Regions from separate parts of the Mus musculus genome. Here all the other regions are linked to region 1. The links are chromatin contacts, called in public ChIA-PET and promoter capture Hi-C maps. All regions are on one chromosome and are shown on one strand. The core of a region is the stretch at or near the end of the contact, and the rest is flanking DNA. Distances in the headings are between cores, read along the strand shown.

Region 1 (3,119 bases), core at 201-2,700:
CTTTTTTTTTTTTTTAAGATTTTATTTATTTTATGTATATGAGTACACTGTAGCTGTCTTTTAGACACACTAGAAGAGGGCATCCAAACTCATTGCAGATGGTTGTGAGCCACCATGTGGTTGCTGGGAATTGAACTCAGGACCTCAGGACCCCAGGAAGAAGAGTCAGTGCTCTGATTGACCACTGAGCCATCTCTCCAGCCCAGTATGTGTTCTTAACTACTGAGCCACCTCTCTGCCCCAAAGTGTATTTTTAAAAGAGATTTATTTGTTTCAATTATATGAATACACACACTGTAGCTGTCTTTAGACACACCAGAAGAGGGCATTGGATCCCATTACCGATAATTGTAAGCCACCATGTGGCTGCTGGGAATAGAACTCAGAACCTCTGGAAGAGCAAGCAGAACCAAAGTGTTTTTTTGTTTTTAAATATTTATTTATTGCATACATGTGGGTATATTGGTCTTGTCTTCAGACACACCAGAAGAGGGCGCCAGATTTCTTTTTCTTTTTTTAAAATATTTATTTATTTATTATATACACTGTAGCTGTCTTCAGACACACCAGAAGAGGGCATCAGATCTCATTACGGATGGTTGTGAGCCACCATGTGGTTGCTGGGATTTGAACTCAGGACCTTTGGAAGAGCAGTCGGCGCTCCTAACCGCTGAGCCATCTCACCAGCCCCTCTTTTTCTTTTTCTTTTTCTTTTTCTTTTTTTTTTTTTTTACAGGGTTTTCTCTTTGTAGCCCTGGCTGTCCTGGAACTCACTCTGTAGACCAGGCTGGCCTCGAACTCAGAACTCCACCTGCCTCTGCCTCCCAAGTGCTGGGATTAAAGTCGTGCACCACCAAGGCCCTGCGAAGGCGCCAGTTCTCATTGTAGATGGTTGTGAGCCATCACGTGGTTGCTGGGAATTGAACTAAAGACCTCTGGAAGAGCAATCAGTGCTCTTAACCGCTGAGCCATCTCTCCAGACCCAAATTGTATTCTTAGTGTATTTCTGAGAACTTACTTCATACAAATGGCTTTGTTTTTGTTTTTATTTTTATTCTTTTCTTTTCAGGGAAAGGGTCTCCTTATGTAGTCCTAAACTGGCCTTTAATTCATTGCATAGCCCACGCTAGCCTGGAACTCTAGATCCTCTGGTCTCAGCTCCAAAGTGCTAGGATTACAGACGGCAGGCTCCTGGACAAAATATGTTTCTTTTAACTCAGTGCATCTCACAGTGCGTCTTCCAGATCAATTGCTACAGCTACTGACTTAAGTGTCCAAGAAAGCTTGGGTCACACAACGCCACGTGAGCTTGGGCTATCCCGAGCTCCCTCCACCCCCACCCCAGACTCACACGTGTTCGTAGAGCTTTTCTATAAGGCGGGGCACCCGCGGCCCCGCCCTTCTCCACCTCCCACCCCGCAACTACAAGTCCCATCGTGCCCCGCGCTCACGCACACTACGCAAGAGCAAGATGGCTGACACGGCGGCCGGGCCTGGTGGCTCCGGAACGGTAAGGGTGGAGAGGCGCGGCGTGAAGCCGAAAGAGTTTGGGTCTTCTGGATCTCTCCCACGGTTTGGGCCACGGTCTCGAACCGAGAAGCCCAGGCCCGCTCTGAGACCCGGGGCTGGAGAGTATCTCTGGCCGTAGGCGGTCCCCGCTGCTTGGCTTTTGGCAGCGGCCTCCTGAATTGCTGCATCTGAGACTTGATTGGCTTGTTCCTTGTTGAGGTGGGAACCCGGAACTCCTTCTGATTGGTCTGAAGAGGCTGTTTTTATCCTCTTACTGGCCGGCCGAAGTTGGAACTTCGTAAAATATTTACTTGCTCTGCCTTTCTCTGCGGTGATGCCTAGCTCTCCTCTGCATCCTGTGGTGGTAGCTGGTTTAATTTTCCTGGTTACTGAAATGGTGTGATGGGACAAGAAGATAGTAGATTTATTCGCTCAGTACCATCATTCGTGTATATATTCTTCCTTTGCTTTTCCCTCTCTCTTCCTGCCTCCTCTCGCGCCTGCCTCTGCCTCCCGGGTGCTGGGAATAAAGGCGTGCCCACCACAGACCCGCTCCTGTAACTTTGCTCCAGAAAGAAGTGAATGGGGCTGGAGAGATGGTTTAGTGGTTAAGACGGACTTGCTGGTCTTTCAGAGGACCTGAGTTTGGTGGAGTGGCTCACAATCACCTGTAACTCCTGCTTCACGGAATCCGGGCCAGCGCGGCACCTGCACTCGCAGGAACACACACACGCGCGCAAAACACACACATCTAGTGGTTCAAAGTCTCACTCTGGGCTTCTGATTTCCAGAGACCGGGAAGTAAGCAATCCACTAACCCTGCTGATAACTACCATCTGGCCCGGAGGAGGACCCTGCAAGTGGTTGTGAGCTCCTTGCTGACAGAGGCGGGATTTGAGAGTGCCGAGAAAGCGTCTGTGGAGACACTGACAGAGATGCTGCAGAGCTGTGAGTACCAAGAAACACTAGGCCCGCTGTTTCCTTTACAGACCCCCCCCCAGCTCCGTGAACTCCATCCCAGATTCTCTCTCCCCTTCTCTTGGAAGACTGTTAGAGACTCAGCTTCAGGCAGAAGAAACACACATGTCCATTGTAGAATGAGACTGTTTCGATGCTTATACATGTGGGAGAGACACAAATAGCAACCTTGTCATTTCAGTCGTCTGCAGCGGCATTAAGTGGCATTAAGTGTTACACAACTCTCAGCGTTATCCATGTCCAAAGCCCTGTATCCCTGAACAACACTGGATTCGGTCTTCTCCACAGCCCCAAGAACGTCTCCTTTCTGTCTTTGAATTTGTTTTTGTTTTTTAATATAACCCTTCCCCGCTTTGGTTTTTCAAGACAGGGTTTCTCTGTGTACCCCTGGCTCTCCTGGAACTCACTCTGTAGATCAGGCTGGCTTTGAACTCATAGATCCATCTGCCTCTGCCTCCTGAGTGCTGGGATCAAAGGCACGTGCCACCACCACCCAGCCTAATCAATCAATCAATCAATCAATCTCTCTCTCTCAATTTACTTATTCATTTTATGTATATGAATATAATGTAACTGTGTTCAGACATCAGCAGTAAGTCTCAGAGGCTGAAAGCATTCTAGACCCAGATAAG
Region 2 (3,119 bases), core at 308-2,807, 960 kb after region 1:
CCAGGCTTGCAGATACCTGGGGCCCAAGGTGCAGTGGGCAGGATGGAGTTCGGGAGGTAGGGAGATACAGGAATGGGGGTCAGAGGTAAAAGCTCTTGGGCTGAGTGCAGCAATGGGGGGCCAGAGGTGGGCAGCTCTCCCAGGGAGTGAGCAGCTACTGTAACTTTTTTAAATTAAGACAAAAAGCCTTGAAGAAAATGACTTTATTTTTCTAAGTGTAACCTCAGTATTTATGTAATTTGTACAGGGCCATGCCCCATCCCTTAAAATCCCTTTGGGGACCTTGAGGGTGGGCTAGCATAGGGGAGGGTGTTTTACCCTGTGTCAGAGCCAGCCTAAACCACCTGTATCCATTAAAGGAGCTTTTTCCGGGAGGGCAGTTGGGGTAGGGTGTCACTAAACCCTTGTTGCTGCCTTCAGTAGGAACAAGCCTACTTCTGCGGTTAGGTGGAGGGGTTGGGAAGGTTTTATGCACAGCCTACGTTTCATGGGGATGATCTGCTGACGTTTAAGAGCCCCCTGAACCTCTAATCCCCATTACTGTCTTCCCCAGCTGGGATGCCACCTTTCTGGCCTTTCTCCTGGAAATAGCTGGGGCGTTTGGGTGGCTTTCAAGACTGGGGCATGGTAAACCAGGGGTCAGAGTTGGGGAGCTTGGGACTCAGGTCTGTAACTGCCCAGCCCCCTTCTCTGCTCCTGTTTCACTCCTCTGCCGCCCACTCATGGCCCCTCCCCCAACACCGGAGGTGTTGATTCCTCCTCACAAAAGATAGAGCCTGGGCAAGTGATTCAGGCCAAGTGCTTACCAACGTGTGCTGTGTGATTGTGGCCTTGGGAGAACCTGTTTGTCAGGCAGGACTGAGGTGGCATTTCTATGTGCAGCAACCCTTGGTGTATCCCTAATTAAGTGGCTCTAGGGGTGTGTGCGCGCGCCTGTGTCCGAGTGAATACGTGTGTGAATGTGGAGTGCGTGTGGTATATCCGTGGTTTCTACTTCTCCTGGGATGTTGACCCAGGAATAGTGGACATGGTCACATCTTCTGTACAGAGCTTTCTTTTGTATTAAAAAAATACTCTTTCAATAAATGTATCATTTTTGTGCACAGACTGGGGTCTTTGGCTGTGTCTTTGGGATCTTTTTAGCATCGGGAGGGAGGAGGGAGCACAATCCCTTAAAGTCTGTCCCAAGCTGCGGTGTGCTTTGGACTGTTCAATCCTACATGATTGAAGAGATCTGGGCGAGGACTTAATGCATGGTTTTGCCAGCAGCTCAGGGAAGGTCAGGGGTTTTACTTAAAAGTCAAAGTGACCCAATGATCTAAAATACCGCAGGGTTTGGGCAGCGCTGGGAAACAACAACAACACACACACACAAGTCCGGTGATGGGAGTATGGGTTAACTAATGCGGAGATGATTGCTGTGGTGGGTGGGAGAGGAAGATGGACCCGGTGGAGCGCAGGATGCTTCACACCGGACTACCTGGGAAGGACACTGGTTGCTGACTCCCTCGGCTAATACGCATGCTCCACTCACGCGCCGCTTTGCCACGCTCGCAGTGGGCCACCGTAGGACCCGTAGTCGCCCGGGTCGTGCGTGCGCCCGGCGTGTGACCCGGAAAAGAGCTGTGGAGGAGGCGGGCCCAGTTGCGGGACCCGCTGCTGGGTGACAGCGAGGGTCCAGCCGGGAGGGCGGTGAGAGGTGAGAAGAAAGCTCTGCACCGAGCCATCCCTTCTTTTCCCAACCCCCTCCAAGTCCCTCATCCCTTCCTCCCGGACTAGAGGGAGAAGTCGGGGAAGCAGGTCCTGTCAGCTCGCGACCGCGCCCCGCCATGCTCACCCCGCGCCGCCCCGCTCCCCCAGGCCATTATTCCCCGCTTGGTGTTGAGCGGGCTCCTCCGCCACCTCTCTGGAGTCTAGCTTGGACGCGATCGTGCTGCTTTCTGTTCTCAGTCCCGGCAGTCAGGCGTCACCTTCACACCCCTATTTAGAGCTTCTGGTTTAGGCCCTCCCTATGCCATCCCCGCCCCCCAGGCCTAGAAGATGGTTTGGCTTGGCCCCATGTTTGTCAACAGCTATAAGAGCATCAATGGTTATCGCCTAGCCTTCCTTCCATGCTAAGTGAATCCCATCCACACAGAAGTTCACATCTTATATGACTCCTCCTTTCTTCTGCTTGCCTCCTGTCCGTGCACCCTGACATGACTCCTGCCTGGATAACTGGTTCTTTTATCCAGGTACACCTTCTATTTTACTCTCTCCATTGCACTGTTTCAAATCACACATACCTTTCCCTAGTCGTTTTATTTTCATTAATATTCTGCTTTAACAACCTTTCTTATCTGATGCCTGCAACCTACTGTCCCCATCTAAGAATAGATTATGCTGTAATACATTTTTTTTACTGAGCAGTTCTGTGCTAACGAATGTTCAGTTTGGTTTCTGTTTTAAAGATTCATTTATTTTATTTATATGAGTAACTGTCTTAAGACACACCAGAAGAAGGCATCGGATCCCATTACAGATGGTTGTGAGCCGCCATGTGGTTGTTGGCAATTGAACTCAGGACCTCTGGAAGAGCAGACAGTGCTCTTAACCACTGAACCATCTCTCCAGCCCTTAAAGACAATCTTACTGTGTAGTTTGGGCTTAGCCAGGAACTTTCTGTGTGTAGCCAAGCCTAACCTCGGAATTTGTGATTCTTTTGCCTCAGTCTCCTGAATATCAAGATTATAGGCACACCAGGCTTAAATTCATAGCCTTTTAGAAAGGAGATTTATGGACCTGGGGATGTAGCTCAGTTGGTGGAGTGTTTGCCTAGCACCCAGGAAGCCCTGGGTTCAATCCCCAGCACCCATATAATGCTGAAAACCATGTCTAACTCGACTTCCAGGGGATCTGATGCCTTCCCTGGCCTCCAAGGGCACCAGGCAAGTGCTGCACAGACAAATACACAAACAAAATTCATACACACAGATTTATTTATTTTATTTGCTTTTTTCGAGACAGGGTTGCTCTGTGTAGCCCTGGCTGTCCTGGAACTCACTCTGTAGACCAGGCTGGCCTCCAACTCAGAAATCCACCTGCCCCTGCCTCCCAAGTGCTGGGATTAAAGGCATGCG
Region 3 (3,119 bases), core at 273-2,772, 820 kb after region 1:
CCAGCACTCGGGAGGCAGAGGCAGGCGGATTTCTGAGTTCGAGGCCAGCCTGGTCTACAAAGTGAGCTCCAGGACAGCCAGGGCTATACAGAGAAACCCTGTCTCGAAAACCCAAAAAAAAAAAAAAAAAAAAAAAAAAGAACGGGACCAGCTCCTCTCTCCCTAGTGCCTCAGTCAGCCCAAGACCCCCAACACATCATCACGCCCTCATTATTGCCAGGTCTGCCCATTCCCAAGTCTAGTGAGACAGCATTTCACTTAGATTCTGAAGTCCACAAAATCTCAGGTAACGAAATTTTTAGGAATAAAGTGATCTTGTTTGGGGGTGAGGGGGAGAATGGGGGGCATTGTATTCGGTTTTTCTCTGTGCAGCCCTGACTCTCCTGGAATTTGCTCTGTAGACCAGGAGACCACCAGCCTGCCTCTGCCTCATGAGCGCTGGGATTAAAGGTGTGCACCACCATGCCCAGTTCTTACTAGTTTTTGGTAATTATTTCTAAATGAAGGAATGAGCTTTGGTTGTTTTTGTACCTGGGTCCATGGGGATAGAGCTGTGGCTGCTCAATGCGGCGGCTCCCTCCTCATCTTCATCCTCACTCTCCAATGGAGGGTCTGGCAGATGAAGCCCCAGGGCCTGCAGAACCAGAGAAGATAATTTGTTAGGCGCCCCTCCCCCTGCCATTATGATAAACAGCTGTTGGTACATTCCATCTCATCTGCTTAGTAACAGCATCCTCCACCATACCTGGATCCGATCTTGGATGTCAGCAGCTCCATCTTCTCCTTCACCCACTGGTGCCAATTCCACCTCTTCTTGTTCAGGGTCTTGATTGAGGGGCTGGTACGAGTAGCCTGCTGGGCCTGCTCCTGTTTCCTCCTGCTCTTCCTCGGGTTCTTCACTGCTCCAATCCCCAGTTCCTTCTGTAGGACCCTGATGTGGCCCTAAGTCCTCAGTCTGATTGGGGAAGATACGCTCAGGGCCCATGGTGTCTCCCCCTAGAACTACTGCTGCCATCCGGGCAGGGGCTGCAGGGACAGAAAGGCGGGATAGGGATGGGATGAAACCAGGTCTCCTTTCACGTTCAGCCACCCACTTCCCTCTCGCATGGAACTTGCATCTTCCTCCCGTCTCTCCTGCCTCCCTGTCTCAAGTTTGGGTTCTCATATTGAGCTGGAGCACACACGTCTTTAACTCGCCCGATTCCTAAATGAACCGACCACCGGAGGGTTTCACCTCTTCCTAAAAGCCTCTTCCCAGAACCTCGCCCCTCTCACCACGCCCCTCCTCTGGAGGTAACTGCTGGTCGCCAGGCTACCCACCATAGCGCGTCCCCGCCCCTCATTCCCTCTATTCCGGGGGAGTGTAGTACCGCCTGGCAAAAACCCCTTCAGGCCCAGGGTCTCCCCTTCAATGGCCCCAGCTACAGAGTCCCCTACCCGCCCCACTGATTCTCGGCGTTGGTATTTCCTCGCGCCTCACCCTCTCAGAGCCCACAGCCGGACCCGCACCTTCACTTCCGGCGGGGCAGGACATGCTGGGGCTCTTAGTCCTCCAGCCCCGCCCCGTGCCCGAGACTGACGCAAGCGAGGACAAGTCCGCCTCTTGCCCCGCCTCCGCCATCCCCTGCCCGGACCACAAAGAACTACATTACCCAGTGACCCTCAGGCGTGCGACGTGAACTGGTGTTCTGCGCATGCGCACAAACCGGCCCCGCCCACCCGCTCCCCATCTTTCGGCCCTGGGGTAATTCGTGGACTACAAGTCCCTGAAGCTGTCGGGCCGGCAATTCTCACTGCACGTGCGCGTCCCGCTGCCCGCCGGAAGGACGAAGTCTGGCAGTGTTTATCTCGTTGGGGACCGAGGAATCGGTTGGCGGGCAACGGGTTCTAGGCTGCTGGCAGCGCGAGGACCCGCGGCCCCACCCCGGCCCGGCCTGGCAGGTAGCCTGGGATGGGTTGGGGGGATGAGGAAAATTGAAGGGACAGGCGACGCCCATTGCCTACGGCTGGGGCCGCGCGGGAGGGGCTGAGAAGGCTGAGCTGGGGGTGGGGAGGGAGCTAGGGGGATGCTGGGAAAGAGGAGTGTTAATGGTCCGCGAAAGGGTTAGGGGAAAATGGCCTGGAGACGGGTGGGAGAGACCTGGTGGCTGGAGGAAGCGCTGAGAGAAGTGGACGAGTGGGTTCCGAAGAGAATCAGGAAGCTGAGCATAATGGCAGGGGGAGGGGGCAGTGTGGCGTCGTGGGGGAGGGGCGGCTGAGAAAGGTGGACTACAACCGGAGACCAGTCTCATTCACAGAGCGGTATGGTTGGCAGGGGATAAGAATGGCTTGCTTCCCTTCGTGAACTTAGACGAGTTAGAGGGCTCTGGTGTGGACCTTGAAGTGGTGGGAGGAGGAACTGCAAGGCTCTCGGGAAATTAAGAAGGGAAGGGGCGCGAGCAGGGAGGGGAAGCCGACCTCAGGGGCTGGGATGTTGAAAATGGCCTATTGGTGGGAAATGCTGGAGACCCAGAGATAACGTATAACCTCCTGCCTCCGAGTTCTCCTTAGGAAGATGGAGTCTTCCTCCGTCTGCCACTGGGATTGTAGTCTTATCTTTGTGCATTTTCGTTTTATCTGGACTTACTTTCAAAGGAGAGTAAAAGATATGAAGGAGGTTGATAGGCTCTCCACCACCACGTTCTTTCCTTTCTTTCTCTATTTTTTGTTTGTTTTTTTTTTTTGAGACAGGTTCTTGTAGCTCTGGCTAATTTGGGACTTACTGTGTAGACCCAGGTGGCTGACCTTAATTACACAGACATCCCCCTGCCTCCATGCCCCAGCACGAGTGCCTTGGACTTGGATTCTTAAGCTTTCAGTCCTCTTTCTCTGATAAGCAAAAATTGAAGAGCCTGAGTAATGAAGGAACAGTTTAACTTTTGGCTGCTGCTGTTTCACATTGAGAGAGATGGCTACTTAAAGTATACAGTGAAAGGTTGTGGGGGCAGTTGATTCATGAAAGCTGCGTCTGTCCCCTTGAAGGGAACCTCCTTTGCTTGAGGTGCACCCACCCCACCCCCGAGGTTTTTCCTCCCTGCCAAGGATTTTTGAACAGGAAGTGAATGATCACCCAAACCCAG
Region 4 (3,119 bases), core at 246-2,745, 670 kb after region 1:
ACCCAGTTGATGATAGTTTTCCTGTTTCCTTCCCAGTCTTGTTTTCAAAAGTCATGTGTGCAGGAACATTGGTGCCAATGTGACCTCAAATGACTCCTGCCTGGGTCCTAAAGAGCCCATTTCTCATGGCTGGCTGCTCTTAGCTTCAGTAGCCAACAGCTTCTGCTTCATGTATCCCACTCTCCTTCCTTCTCCCTCACCCATCCTCTCTCCCCACCCTGCACTCTGCTCAGTGGATTATAATCAGCCCAGTCACTCCGCAACCCTTCGAATCCAGCCACCTACAGGAGGGTCCCACATCAGGAAACTTACCCTTCCACATTCTTCTAGAGTAGAGAAAGTGTCCTTCCCCGTGGCAGGAGGGAATACCACAGCTGTTAGGCCTTATGATTGGTTTGGAGGAACTAATGGGAGAAGGAAGTTTGAACAGAGAAAAATCTCTCCTTAAGACTCACCCTTCCCTCTGCCTTTTCTGGGTATGCCCCTCCTCTGGGCATCTCTTCAGGATTTCATTCCTGCGTCCAACTGCCGTTCACAACTGCCCTTTCCAACTGCTCCAGAACTCTTGGCCCTGGTGTTCTGTGATGTAAATTATTCCACGCATGGCTTGAAATGGGTGAGAAGCAGGGTTGCCAGGTGTCGGGTCACTAGTGTAAGTTGACTGGCTCTCGGGGGAGAACCACGGCTGGAATTTGTTCAGTTGTTACAGTCTGGGCCAGAGCTGTGCTGGCCATGCTTGTGGCTGCTGCAGGCAGAGAGAGGGAGCTCCGAGCTGCAGTGGGGAGAACTTGGGCTGCAGTTTCTACTTTAAACATTCCTGGTCCAGCTATGGACTATTCGGCATTGAACTTGGACAGTATTTCTGCACTGGGAAGCACCCAAGGCCCACGACCAGAGCCTGTATGGCTTGCACCACAGGGCCTCCTGGTCTGTCTCCAAATGTGGGGAGAACCCGCATTCTGCCTTCCCAAAGATCACCAAAATACGTTGAGAAGTCGGAGTTGCTCTCAGTGTTTAGACGCATCCGGTCACAACCCTGAAGGACTTCAGAATCTGAGAGCTTTCCTAAAGCAAAATTTTGTCTCTGCCCTTACTCATTCTACGTTTGATGGCATAAGTCCTCCTTCATGGTCTCTCTCGGGAATCTGCATGTGGCCGGTGGCTGCAGCTATCTTAGATGTGTCTAAACTCTTTGGACCTCTATGTTGAAACTGATTTATAGGAGAAACAATTTAAGTCAAAAATGTATTCAAGTAACTGTTAATTTCACATATTTCTACCTTTTTGTTGTTGTTGTTGTTTTTCGAGACAGGGTTTCTCTGTGTAGCCCTGGCTGTCCTGGAACTCACTTTGTAGACCAGGCTGGCCTCAAACTCAGAAATCCGCCTGCCTCTGCCTCTGCCTCCCGAGTGCTGGGATTAAAGGCGTGCGCCACTACGCCTGGCACCTTTTGTTTTTGTTTTTGTTTTTGTTTTTGTTTTTTGTTTTTGACATGGGGTCTCATGTAGCCCAGGCTGGCCTCAACCTTGTCATGTAGGCAAGGGTAGCCTTCACCTCCTGATCCTCCTGTCTCTGCCTTCCAACTCCTGGGATCAAGGTGTTTGCCAGTGTGTCTGGCTTGCTTGGCTATTTGTTTATTTACTTATGAGCTGCGGTCTTGCTATTGTCCAGGCTGACCTTGAACTCTTGGACTCAAGTTCCCTTCCTTACTGAGTCCTACCTGAGTGGCCAGGACTACTGGCAAATGACACTGTGCCCACCAGCCACAACATTTTTCCCATGGTAGGCTTGATAGGTGACTAGGGAAAGCTCCCGTGCTGACAGTTGTGTGGAGGCTCAGCGTGCTCCACTGCATCCATATTGCTGGCCGCCCTGCTCCGACTCACTGCCTCCCTCCCTCTCTCCTTGCAGTTGTCATGGATGATGACGATGACTCCTGTCTCCTCGATCTTATTGGGTAAGATGCTCCTGTGGGGCCCAGGGTGGACCGCTCGTGTGAGGTGTGAGGAGTAGAAAGAGCTCTGTAGCTATCTTAAGCTCCTGGCCTTTTAAAATAAAAAATAATACTTTACCATGGTTACAGCAATAACTAGCACAGAGAGTTTGTGTGTTTGTTTGTTTGTACTAAGATTTTGTTATACCAGGCAGTGGTGGCACACACCTTTAATCCCAGCACTTGGGAGGCAGAGGCAGAGGCAGGCAGATTTCTGAGTTTGAGGCCAGCCTGGTCTACAGAGTGAGTTCCAGGACAGCCAGGGCTACACAGAGAAACCCTGTCTCAGAAAACAAAAATAAATAAATAAACAAATAAATAAGATTTTATTTATTTTATGTATAAAGTACACTGTCATTGTCTTCAGAAGAGGGCATCAGATCACATACAGATGGTTGTGAGCCACCATGTGGTTGCTGGGATTTGAACTCAGGACATCAGGAAGAGCAGTCAGTGCTCTTAACTGCCACAGAAAGGTAGTTTTACACACAGGTCATAACTCAGCAACCCATTCCTTTTGGTTTTACTTGTTATTTTTTTTAGTAAGTCTGGGGATGGCAGGCCAGGGTGTTGCTTAGTTTTATTTTTAGCTCACCAAGCAAGGGCAAGGTCCAAGTTCACCCCCCAGGACTGAAGCAGTAGGCGCTTCCCAGAGACAGAAGTGTAGAAAATGGTTTAAAATGGAGAGATTTCACTGGAGCTAGTGTTTCGTTTCTTTTTGCCTTATATAACTATCAGCAGCTATTTACGTAGAAGTAGCAGTACTTACTTGTTTCACTCTCTCACTTCCTTCTTTTCTAGAGACCCACAAGCATTGAACTATTTTCTGCACGGACCTAGCAGTAAATCGGTAAGTGACAGACAAGTGTCTCAGGCTCGGCTTTTGTCTCTCCAAGCCCTGCAGTAACTGCCATGTTGAATTCCCCCTCTGCAGGGCAGCGATGATGTGACGAACGCAGGGTATTCTGCAGCCAATTCTAATTCAATTTTCGCCAACTCCACGGTGAGTGCTGAAAACCAGACCTGAAGCCTTTCTGTCTCAAGGAAACCTTACAAGAGAGGCTTCGATTGCCTCTGTAGAGTGCAAAGAATCATTACCTCACCTTGTGACTGACAGGAGAGGGAA

Evidence for each region. Promoter capture Hi-C pulls out the DNA fragments that hold promoters and counts their contacts. ChIA-PET counts read pairs in DNA pulled down with a chosen protein or histone mark.
Region 2: a contact with region 1 is called in an RNA polymerase II ChIA-PET map of memory CD8 T cells, with 5 read pairs. The contact joins the promoter of Cul9 here to the promoter of Taf8 in region 1. A contact is called at or near these places in 2 of 39 promoter capture datasets (liver and maxillary cranial neural crest) and 2 of 115 datasets of contacts at active chromatin or transcription factors (memory CD8 T cells and pancreatic cancer cells).
Region 3: a contact with region 1 is called in a promoter capture Hi-C map of pre-B cells. The contact joins the promoter of Mea1 here to the promoter of Taf8 in region 1. A contact is called at or near these places in 5 of 39 promoter capture datasets (the C10 cell line, cranial neural crest, liver and 1 more), 1 of 115 datasets of contacts at active chromatin or transcription factors (regulatory T cell precursor) and 1 of 9 other capture datasets (adipose tissue).
Region 4: a promoter capture Hi-C map of hematopoietic stem and progenitor cells shows a contact between it and region 1. The contact joins the promoter of Bicral here to the promoter of Taf8 in region 1. A contact is called at or near these places in 7 of 39 promoter capture datasets (the 3T3-L1 cell line, cranial neural crest, embryonic stem cells and 4 more) and 1 of 115 datasets of contacts at active chromatin or transcription factors (astrocytes).

The regions. Positions count from the first base shown.
Region 1 is chr17:47,500,622-47,503,740 of GRCm38.p6, reverse strand. It overlaps Taf8 (TATA-box binding protein associated factor 8), which reads left to right and starts at 1,450. Exons shown (of 9, transcript NM_022015.4): 1 at 1,450-1,510; 2 at 2,301-2,457. The coding sequence starts at 1,472.
Region 2 is chr17:46,544,826-46,547,944 of GRCm38.p6, reverse strand. It overlaps Cul9 (cullin 9), which reads left to right and starts at 1,557. Exons shown (of 41, transcript NM_001081335.2): 1 at 1,557-1,699. Srf (serum response factor) reads left to right here. Exons shown (of 7, transcript NM_020493.2): 7 at 1-1,106.
Region 3 is chr17:46,679,524-46,682,642 of GRCm38.p6, reverse strand. It overlaps Mea1 (male enhanced antigen 1), which reads right to left and starts at 1,522. Exons shown (of 4, transcript NM_010787.2): 1 at 1,438-1,522; 2 at 746-1,026; 3 at 532-634. The coding sequence starts at 1,015. Klhdc3 (kelch domain containing 3) reads left to right here and starts at 1,713. Exons shown (of 12, transcript NM_027910.3): 1 at 1,713-1,941.
Region 4 is chr17:46,829,789-46,832,907 of GRCm38.p6, reverse strand. It overlaps Bicral (BRD4 interacting chromatin remodeling complex associated protein like), which reads left to right and starts at 1,495. Exons shown (of 11, transcript NM_001100452.1): 1 at 1,495-1,957; 2 at 2,795-2,843; 3 at 2,928-2,996. The coding sequence starts at 1,917.